Linked DNA regions of Mus musculus: all the other regions are linked to region 3. A link is a contact called in public HiChIP or PLAC-seq and promoter capture Hi-C data. All regions are on one chromosome and are shown on one strand. The core of a region is the stretch at or near the end of the contact, and the rest is flanking DNA. Distances in the headings are between cores, read along the strand shown.

Region 1 (3,025 bases), core at 413-2,912, 350 kb after region 3:
ATTTTTAAAAGGTGGCCACATCTACCTATCCATACATGAAACAGGGTTTTTTTTTTTTTAAAGGAAGTAGTTATTTCTAATAGCTACTCTTGGGATGGTTTAGCAGATGGAAGGGCTTGCTGTGCAAACATGAAGACCCAAGTTCAAAACCCCAGCACCTGTGTAAAATGCTGGGCATAACCACATGTGAGCCTATAACTCCACTGCTGTAAAAGGTAAGATGGGAGCCCCCTGGGGCTGGCTACCACCAGCCTACCAAGTGCAGTAAGACATCTTGGTCTCAAGAGAATCTGGCATAAAATAACATCACAGTAGAATGCCAGTCATCCTCCTCTGGTCTCCATATTCCCCAGAGACACATCCACACCCACACACATGCACGCACGCGCACACACACGCACATGCACACACACTCGCACAGAAGAAACTTATGATTGAACACTCCGACTCTGAATGAAGTAGGGCTCTGCACAGGTGACATTACGTGGCCTCTGCACTGTCCCATGGTCAGCTCTAACACACTGAGCACAGGCTGAGGACACATCAGTCAGGTTTTCAGTAATTCCAGAACACTTCAAAACAGCAAGACTGACTGTCACAACAGCAAGACTGACTGTCACAACAGCAAGACTGACTGTCACAACAGCAAGACTGACTGTCACAACAGCAAGACTGACTGTCACAACAGCAAGACTGACTGTCACAACAGCAAGACTGACTGTCACAACAGCAAGACTGACTGTCACAACAGCAAGACTGACTGTCACAACAGCAAGACTGACTGTCACACACAGAAAAGTGAGGTGCGTGCTCTGTCGCAACCTACTTTAACCTCTCTGGACTCGAAGCTAAAAACTTCTTTTTTTCATTAAGATTGAGATCATTTTATAATAACCCATTAAGTATGAGATCTTACTTATGAAATAGTCAACTATATTTCTCCAACTGGGAGACGGATTACACTGTTCCAACCCCACTTCTGAGAGCACAGAGGGAAAAGCACAGGCAAACCATGACCTACCTATTGCTGCGCAATAAGCGCACCAGTGATTTAGAAATGACACCAGCCTCCGACTTGGGTGAGATGTGCCAATATAGCTGAGCGACAGCCATAACCACCTGGAAAAAGGGTCACAAGAGGCACAGTGAGCATCTAAGTAGCAGGACCAAAAACATGCTCGCTCGCTTGCTCGCTCGCTTGCTCGCTCACTCTTTTGAGAACACACTGTAGTCTTTGTAGTGGGGTGAAGCTGTTTTCTCCAAAGCACTTCCTACCTTGACAAAGTGCTTGCGTTTGAGAGAGAATAGAAGTTAGCTAGTGTCATTAAGGATGTTCGAAGGTGATCACCTTGAGCAGAAGCAGAAGGGTGTGAGTGCCCAACAAAGGAAGGGGGAGGGGAGAGAGAGAAGGAGAGGGTAGGGAGGGAGCAGGAAGTGAGTGATTCATTTGTAAACCAAGAAATGCAAGGACCTTGCACAAGCACCTTCAGATAAAGAAAGAGACAGCTTCTTGAATCCACATGGAGAGTGTGGAGAGGGACTCAGCCTATTTACACCTGACTTCAGTCTTCCCGCTTCCAGGAACTCCTATCCTCCTTATCCACCTAGACTGTGGCAATTTGTAGTGGCAGGAAACTAGCATATCCTGAGAAAAGAAAATGCCATTACACCAACTGCGGACGGTGACAGCAGCCCTGGGCCGGCAACTGTGCGCTGTCCATCTGGGTGCTGGGGCTCAGACACACAGAAGTTCTAAAGGGCATGAGCTCTAAGCTACACAGACACTGTTTGGGAGCAACAAGCAGTCTGAAATAAAGAAAATGATTTACAGTGTAGCAAGAACAAGGCCTTAGCAGGGCTCTGACTTTTTAAGATGCACAGCTTTAAAACCAGTCTTAAAATAGGCCAGAGCCAGGGCAAGGGTAACAGAACTTTTCTCAAAATAAAGCAAGTCTGTGCTTTTTTTCAAAACATGCTTCTACATTTAGGTTCACACAGAGATTCCTCACCCCCAAATATCCAATTTAGCTTGTGCCAACAGAGACATAGCAACAAAAACAGCCCAGAAGACAAATACAAATTAACTTCTACACAGTCCACCAAGTTCAAAGAGGTAAGCAAGAGTTTCAGGCATGCCTAGATAGCATACCACACCTCAAGGTGGTTGAGCTAAGGACATTCATCACTAAGCTAAAAATCACAATTTAAAAAAAAAGCAACAGTTTAGGGATCCTAAATGTACTGTTCTTTGTAATACATAAAAATAGTAATAATGAAGTTGGCTTTACGGCCTTCAAACAGAACCTGAAAATTCTCATCTGTTCCATAAACAAGACATCCAAACCCATATGCAAGAATAGAAACTGTATTTTCTATGTGTATCAAGTCACGGCTTTTACTTGGTATGGCATCTTTTGAATATATTAGTCACAGCACTCTCAAATCCAAAAGAATAAAACAACCTTCCTTTTGCCCCATTATCTATAAATAAATAAATAAATAACATAATTTAAGATTTCTTCAACAGCACATCTGAAATCTGAGAGCCAATATGTAAAAAGCCACGAGAGAAACTCTGACAACTCCAAAGTCCAGACTCAATGCCCAGACTTCTCCAGTAGCCCACGCTCACAATGACCGCATCCTATACCACACACTCTTTTGAACCATGCATGTCCTAGACTGCTAGTGGCTGCAGCCTCAGAGCCGTCTGCTCCTGCTTCTGCCTCCAATGCAGTCACAACACTGGTCCATCAGCTTTCTGAAACAAATTCCCATAATCACCTTTGAAATGTAAGAACAAGTTTTTGCTTGCTTGCTTGTTTTAAGATAGGATCTCAGTCTCAATGGGCCTGAAACTCTAGTCCAGCACAGATCCGCCTGCCTCTACATCCTAAGTACTGGAATTAAAGGTATGAGCCACTACACCTGGCAAATACAGAATTAATTAAAAAGGGTCTGTTTGTTTTAATCTTTCATAATCCTCCAAAAGTCAGGTCTCATTTAAATGTATACAAAGCAAAGG
Region 2 (3,145 bases), core at 426-2,925, 310 kb after region 3:
ATGTTAACTTTTCAGTTGAGGTATTTGGCTTATTATATAAAAAGATAATGTATTGCCAGGCAGTGGTGGCACACGCCTTTAATCCCAGCACTTGGGAGGCAGAGGCAGGTGGATTTCTGAGTTCGAGGCCAGCCTGGTCTACAGAGTGAGTTCCAGGACAGCCAGGGCTACACAGAGAAACCCTGTCTCGAAAAACAAAAACCCCAAAAACAAAACAAAACAAAACAAAACAAAACAAAACAAAACAAAAAACAAAAAAAAAAAACCCGACCAACTACAACAAAAAAAGTTAATGTATCAGGTTAATTTATCAGATATTACAAAAATTTTCATAGGGCAGGTGAGAAAGTAGTAGAGAACTAAGTAATAGCCTTGGGCCAGAATGGCCACCATGTTACACTTTTAACTTGTGACTCATGTCAACTAACATAAATATCATACAAAATTTTAGCTTTTGTTTTGGTTGGGTTTTTGTTTTGTTCTGTTTTGTTTTGTTTTGTTTTGTTTTGTTTTGTTTTGTTTTTGGTCTTCCGAGACTGAGTTTCTCTGTGTAGCCCTGGCTGTTCTGAATCTTTCTCTCTCTGAATCTCTCCTCTCCTCCTTCTCTTTCCTCCCTTTCTCTTTCTCCTCCCTGTCTCTCCCCTCCCTCTTTCTCTTCTCTTCTCCTCTCTTCCCGTCTCCTCCCCTCCCCTCTTCTCCCCCCTCCCCCATGCTGGCCTGCCTCTGCCTCCCAAGTGTTAGGATTAAAGTGTTCCTCTTCACCTCATTCAGTTGGCACAGCTGATGTCCAGGATTCTCAGTCCATACCTATATGCTTTCCTCAATGCTCTCAACTTCCTAGCTCTGAAAATAAATAAATTCTGAGATGTCTTAGGTTTAGTAACAAAGGATAAGATAAGGAGCATCTTATGTGACAATCACTTCAATTATTATAAAGCCCACCACTGTCACTGCTGCTATCAGAGGGGTTCTCATCCTCATCTTCCTTTTCTTCCTCCTCCTCGTCCTCATCCTCGTCCTCGTCCTCCTCCTCCTCAGATTCAGAGTAAAATTTCTTCATGGGTTTTTCTTTCTTTGTTTTCCCAAGTGGGGTCCATTCTTTTGCCTGTTTATATCAACAAAGGAAACATTAATGAATTCTTATTACGGGATGCAGACTCCTTGCAAGTTCACTGTGAACTCAGAAGAGAAGTTTGAGACTTTCACAGAGAAACCAAGTGCTAGACATGCAGTCCCAACAGCAAAGGTATCCATTTCCAAACACAGCATATACATACACTCTCATTCAGAGCCCACTTTTATCTCACTCACATTACCTTTCCAGAGTGTTTACCAAATGTGTTGGTCCACATGAGACTTAACCTACAGTATCAACAGCAATAATACACTTGACACTTAAGAGGACAAAAGCAAGCAAACTATAGTAATACTGGCAGTAAATACTCATCACCTTGCTAAGCTAAAGCCTGACTCCTCATAGCCTCATCTCTAACCCATGGTGACTTGCTTTTCCACTCTGGTCTGGGCACCTGTCTCTCTTGGACTGCCTCAGGAGGTTCCCAACCGGTCACTTGCTTCTCTCCATTGAGTCCAACCAAAGTCTGCTGAAGACAGCAGCTGGACAGTCAGGACCAGCTACTCTCTAGTCCTCCTTAGTTCCCCATTTCACTCAATACTTGGGCAAAGTCCACAACAGTCTCCCTCCTGAGGTCTGGCAAGCTGTTCCCACACACTTCCTTTTCCTCTTACAGACTCTGCTACAGCCAAACTAGAGTGTATATGTATACATGTGTGTGTGTGTGTGTGTGTGTGTGTGTGTGTCTGTGTGTGTGTGTGTGCGTGTGTGCGCACATGTATTATTGTAAAGGGATTTACAGCATGATATACCAAAGTCTCATTACAATTTTCTGGGAATGTATTTTAAAATACTAATATAAACAAAAATATGTATGCTTAAAAAAAAAAAAAAAAAACAATTGCCAAGAGTCGCTCCAGTGGCCAGAAAAATCATTACTTGGGAAATGACAAGAAAACTAATAAAAATAGTTTGAATACATGAGTTTCCACATCCACATAGTTTCACACATTAAAGGCCCAAAGCCTAATACCACTAGATTCTCACTTTGGTGTGAGAGCTATAGAGCTGTAAGCAAAAGAAAAGCAACAAAAACAGGAGAAGAGATGGAGACATGGGAAAGCTAAGATCCTCCACAAGGCAATGTTAACTATATGTTTATAAAGCAAAATGTCCTTGATATGGACAAGAAAGTCTTGAGTAACTGGAAAAAAAGGATTTTCTGTAACTAAACAAAAAATTCTAAAGGAGCCCCAAAACTCACTGGTACCTTAATATAAATATACATCATATCTGATATCCTGGAAATGGTGGTGTGTAATTCAAAGTGACTTCTAGTGTCAACCTGACCAGGCTCCCTGTTGTTTTGATTAAAATGTCAGATTATCTAGCCTCAGACATTTTTCTTCCTAAGTTATATTTCATAATAATGAGATTTGACCTTAGAGGATCACTAGATAGTAAACCCAGAATAATACAGTGTATCATGTGCACAAAATGCACTGATATGACTTCAAGGGGAGGACTGTACAGAGCAAGGCAAAAAGGGATGATCTGAGCAACACTTTCTGCAGCTAGGAAGGCATCTCAAAATAGAACTAGTTACATTGTATTTATATTTCATTACATCCCTCATAAAGCTTTTTAAACCACTATCTCAGAAACTGATAGAAGAAATCTGTTTGTTCTATAGCTTAAATGGATACTTTTAAAATCTGGTTCCATTAGCTATAATTATTCTCCATAAGTTATTAATTATTAATTTCAGAAATATAGTCAGCAAAATGAAAAAGAAACCACAACTGAAATGAAGATAGGAAAACAGATTGCTTATGTACTGTCCCTTATAGCTCTTTTATAAAGAGTTAATGCTTAGAACACGTGAAAATGTAAGAAGGCAGCCAACCTTAGAACACCACCAAGGAAAAATTTAACTGCATAGCATTGCCACCAATCTCTAAGAAGATGCGCTCTTTCCAGAGGGAAGAGAAAGGGAAGGAAAGAGCGGGCTATTATGGTGGGAGAACAAAGGGATTGTTCTACTTGAGCCAGAGCATTGTGTAGCCAATC
Region 3 (3,453 bases), core at 446-2,945:
TCAATGTCTCACAAGCTAGTTCTTAATTACTTAAAGGACGTTTCTCTAGCATATGTATGGTTAGGCTATAACTACTTGAACTAAATAAATTTATAGAATAGATCAAGAGGGTGATAAAATCAACAACATATTAATGGGAAAACATTTAGAAATGTTTTCTCATGATATTTACTTTAAAGCAGTCTCTTATACCTCCGGGTTCTTTTCTGCAAAATAGACAATATGCTAAAGGAAATGACACAGCCAAGGAAAGTCTGGCAAAAGAGAAGAAACGTGTGGGCTGAGGGACAGCGCGGATTACTTACTGTATGCTATAGATCTCATATTCCCCTCCTGTGTTATCACACAGTCTAATGCTCTATCACCGCATCCCAGCTGGAGCCAGGATCCTTGTTTCATTTGCTTGCTCTGCTACTAACCTGAAGTGTGACTTCAGCCACATTCTGAAAACTGCACTCATAAACATGTACTGAGCAAAACCTATATGGTGTATCTTATTTATTTGAATCACACTGTATCAAAAATGTAGCAGGTATTTCTTCCAAAAACTGAATTCAGGGAGAATTTGGACTCTATCTTCCAAATTCAGTAAGAAGAGGCACAGTACAACGATGAAATATGTTCCAGAATACATAAAACCAGATTTGAAGTCAGGCACAATTCAGAACCGACTGTCTATCCCCCCCACCTTCACCCCCGCCCCGCCCCCCTACCATACCCTAGCTGCCTTTGTAATAAAAGCTTCCAAAGTACCGTTCGAAGTACTAAAACTCGGGCAGTATCTCTAAAAGTGATTCTCTCCTCTATGGGTTGACCTCCCTCTGATGGAATATCAATAAACGGTGGAGAGATGGAGCAACAGGAAAAAAAGCTATTTCCCCTGCAGAACGATCTGCTTCGTAAGGAGGCTGTGTATCTTTTCCCTTGGAATGTTTCGGTATGATCAGCTTGGGTCTGAACAAAACTAGTTCTAATGAGCACTGCAATATGTACAGTCGGGAGTCAAGGCAAGTCACAAGACTGGCCTGGCCTATTCCTGGGAGGCAGCAGCCCACAGCTCCGGGGCGAGCTTCGGGGAAGAAGTTTGCAGAGGTGCTCACGTTCAAGCCCCAGTTCCCAAACTCTGGAAGTGAGCCATGTCAGAGGCCAGGGCCCCGCCATTGTGTATTCTGAGTGAGGCCCATGATCTCAGCGTCCCTTAAACTTGAGCGCTGTCCAGTCCACCTGAGGCCAGGCCAGGGCGGACTCCGCCTCCCTACTGCAAAGTTCAGGGAGCCGGCGCCCCGCACGCACAGGCCGAGGCCCTCCAGGCACAGGTCGCCCTCCTCTTCCTCCTCCTCCCGGCCTACGAGCGCGGAGGACGCCTCCGAGCCTCGCACGGAAGGCGGCCAGGCCAGCGCCGAGGTCGCGCCGAGCCCTGCACGGAGGGCGGCAGGGCCAGCGCCGAGGGCGGCTCCCTGCCAGCGCCAGCCTAGGCGTGTGCGGGCCCCTCGCATCCCGCCCGCCGAGGCCTGGAAGCCGCGCCCGCATCGGGCCTACGCTCCGCCCGGCTTCCCCGGCGGTGAGAAGGGAAGAGCGAGCGTCAGCCGCGGAGCCGCCGGCCGTTCCTTACCGCCTCACTACTCCGGTCTTGATCTTGATCTGCCTCACGCGAGGATCGGCCATGGTCCCTAAGGCGCCGCAGGAAGGAGAGGCGGGGCTGCGCGGCGCGCCGGCGCAGAAGGGGCGGTGGAGTGGGCGTGGAGCCCAGAGTGCGCGCATGCGTACCTGGAGAGCCCGACCCCGCCTCGCCTCCCGACTCTTACCTGGAATCCTTGCATCTAGACTGCTGGTACCTAGAGCTGGAGACTCTCAAAGCCCTATACCAGCTGCTTCTCCCTGGTGCTTGGACAGGATTTGTACACAAGCTGCACTTTTATTTTCTCAGTCTCCATAGCCTGAGTTAAGAAACTTTCTGTTCCTGAGAAAGTGAACAGGATTAGCTGCTTAATGGACAGTGTGACTTAGAAACTATTAACAAGGATAATTTTTGTTTTCACTGTCTGTTGTCAAATGGAGAAAGAGATCTGTGTTTGATGAAATAAAATACCATAATGCAGACAGTCAAAAGAAATTTTTAATTTTAATTTAATTTTTTTTTTTACATTCCAATCCATGCCCCCTCTTCCGGTTCCCTTTCTCCATATAGTCCCTTCCCTTTCCAGAGTGTTACTTATGTAAATTGTCTTGTGATGTTTGAGTTTATGGAGAGAGGACTCTGGGAGTAAGGAGGTTCCTCTTGTCCTAAATTTTAGCAAGTTTGTTTCAAGTGTCCAGCAAGACTCCCCGTCCTGAGACATGCTGGCCCCCTACCCCTGAGACAGGGAGAAAACAGTACAGCATTGCACCTTCTTGGCCTAGAGGGGAGCAGCCCTTTCCTCCTAGCCTGATGGCCTGAGACCAATCTGCAGGACTCAAAAGTGGTAGAGTGTAAGAACCAGCTCTCGCAAGTTGTCCTTTGACCTCTGCAAGTTCACTGTGGCTTGCAAATATACACAGAAGTGTATGAAATAAACGCTTGGTTTTTGTTTTTTAAGTTGTGTAAAAGTATGCCTACACTGGCAACAAAATGGCAGAATCCCATCCACAGAGAGAATCTCTGACTGGGGGACTCCGAGGGACTTCTCCAGTGCTTTGTGCAGGGTGTTGTAAGAACCTGTTTCGATGGTGTCATCTATCCGCTCCCTGCTATTTATTTGTTCATCTCCTTTTTCTTGCTACACACTTAATGGACTCAGTCATTTGAGAGCAAATGACTAGCCACCTATCTCACATGTGGAGTTCTATCCTTTAGCGAACACAGGACCCCGGCACTCAACCTCCTTGAAGAGCCCTAAGAAATAATGCCCACGTCACGTGACAGGTGTATAGAGGGTGGCATTCAGCACAATGCCTAAACACAGCAGACATGGGACAACTTTTGACTCCACCATATTTTCCAAGATACAATTTGCATAGAACAAGGCACCCTGAACTGTGTTCTAGAGTCTCTTCCTGTTGAAGCACCCCTACAACCCCCAAGGAATTGAGGCATGGCCTCCATTGCGTCCTCATTTCTTGGTTCTGTTCTTCACTTGATGCTCTTGGCCTCTCCTGACCCTTAGTTCAGTTCTCATCTTCATGGCTGGCTCTGGAACATCCTTCAGTCTTGTCAGAGCAGAGCTCCAGGTATAAATCCAGTCTCAAAACCTAGCTCCCACGGAAAGACTCCCAATGCTGCCCCTGCCTGTGCAGTTCTCCAGGAATACATTGATCCCTTGCATTCTGTGTATATTTGTTTGAAAACAATTTGGTTTGAGTTCTTTACAAGGGCTGTTCCCACCCCTTTAGCTGCAGTATAAGCATGTTAAGAGGCAAGAATCCTGTCTTTCATAAACCTTTCTCTTAAATCTCCATCTGCGTGATCCACACAGC

What was found. Promoter capture Hi-C pulls out the DNA fragments that hold promoters and counts their contacts. HiChIP or PLAC-seq counts read pairs in DNA pulled down with a chosen protein or histone mark.
Region 1: an H3K4me3 HiChIP or PLAC-seq map of embryonic stem cells shows a contact between it and region 3, with 11 read pairs. The contact joins the enhancer-like site here to the promoter of Tbca in region 3. A contact is called at or near these places in 6 of 39 promoter capture datasets (the C10 cell line, cranial neural crest, embryonic stem cells and 2 more), 2 of 115 datasets of contacts at active chromatin or transcription factors (embryonic forebrain and embryonic stem cells) and 1 of 9 other capture datasets (embryonic stem cells).
Region 2: a contact with region 3 is called in a promoter capture Hi-C map of the HPC-7 cell line, with 2.0 times the contacts expected there. The contact joins the enhancer-like site here to the promoter of Tbca in region 3. A contact is called at or near these places in 8 of 39 promoter capture datasets (the HPC-7 cell line, HPC-7-derived erythroid cells, cranial neural crest and 3 more) and 1 of 9 other capture datasets (embryonic stem cells).

The regions. Positions count from the first base shown.
Region 1 is chr13:94,442,013-94,445,037 of GRCm38.p6, reverse strand. Ap3b1 (adaptor-related protein complex 3, beta 1 subunit) reads right to left here. Exons shown (of 27, transcript NM_009680.3): 9 at 1,022-1,119. Among named protein-coding and RNA genes, the nearest start is that of Ap3b1, 85 kb to the right of the region's middle. Within about 2 kb of position 1,662, at least 19 of the 459 cell types and tissues checked have an H3K27ac peak or open chromatin away from gene starts, as enhancers often do. A contact at or near this core is called in embryonic stem cells and stem cell-derived epiblast-like cells, where this site is marked.
Region 2 is chr13:94,474,926-94,478,070 of GRCm38.p6, reverse strand. Ap3b1 (adaptor-related protein complex 3, beta 1 subunit) reads right to left here. Exons shown (of 27, transcript NM_009680.3): 18 at 943-1,105. Among named protein-coding and RNA genes, the nearest start is that of Ap3b1, 120 kb to the right of the region's middle. Within about 2 kb of position 1,675, at least 16 of the 459 cell types and tissues checked have an H3K27ac peak or open chromatin away from gene starts, as enhancers often do. A contact at or near this core is called in the HPC-7 cell line, where this site is marked.
Region 3 is chr13:94,787,162-94,790,614 of GRCm38.p6, reverse strand. Tbca (tubulin cofactor A) reads right to left here and starts at 1,695. Exons shown (of 4, transcript NM_009321.3): 1 at 1,613-1,695. The coding sequence starts at 1,665.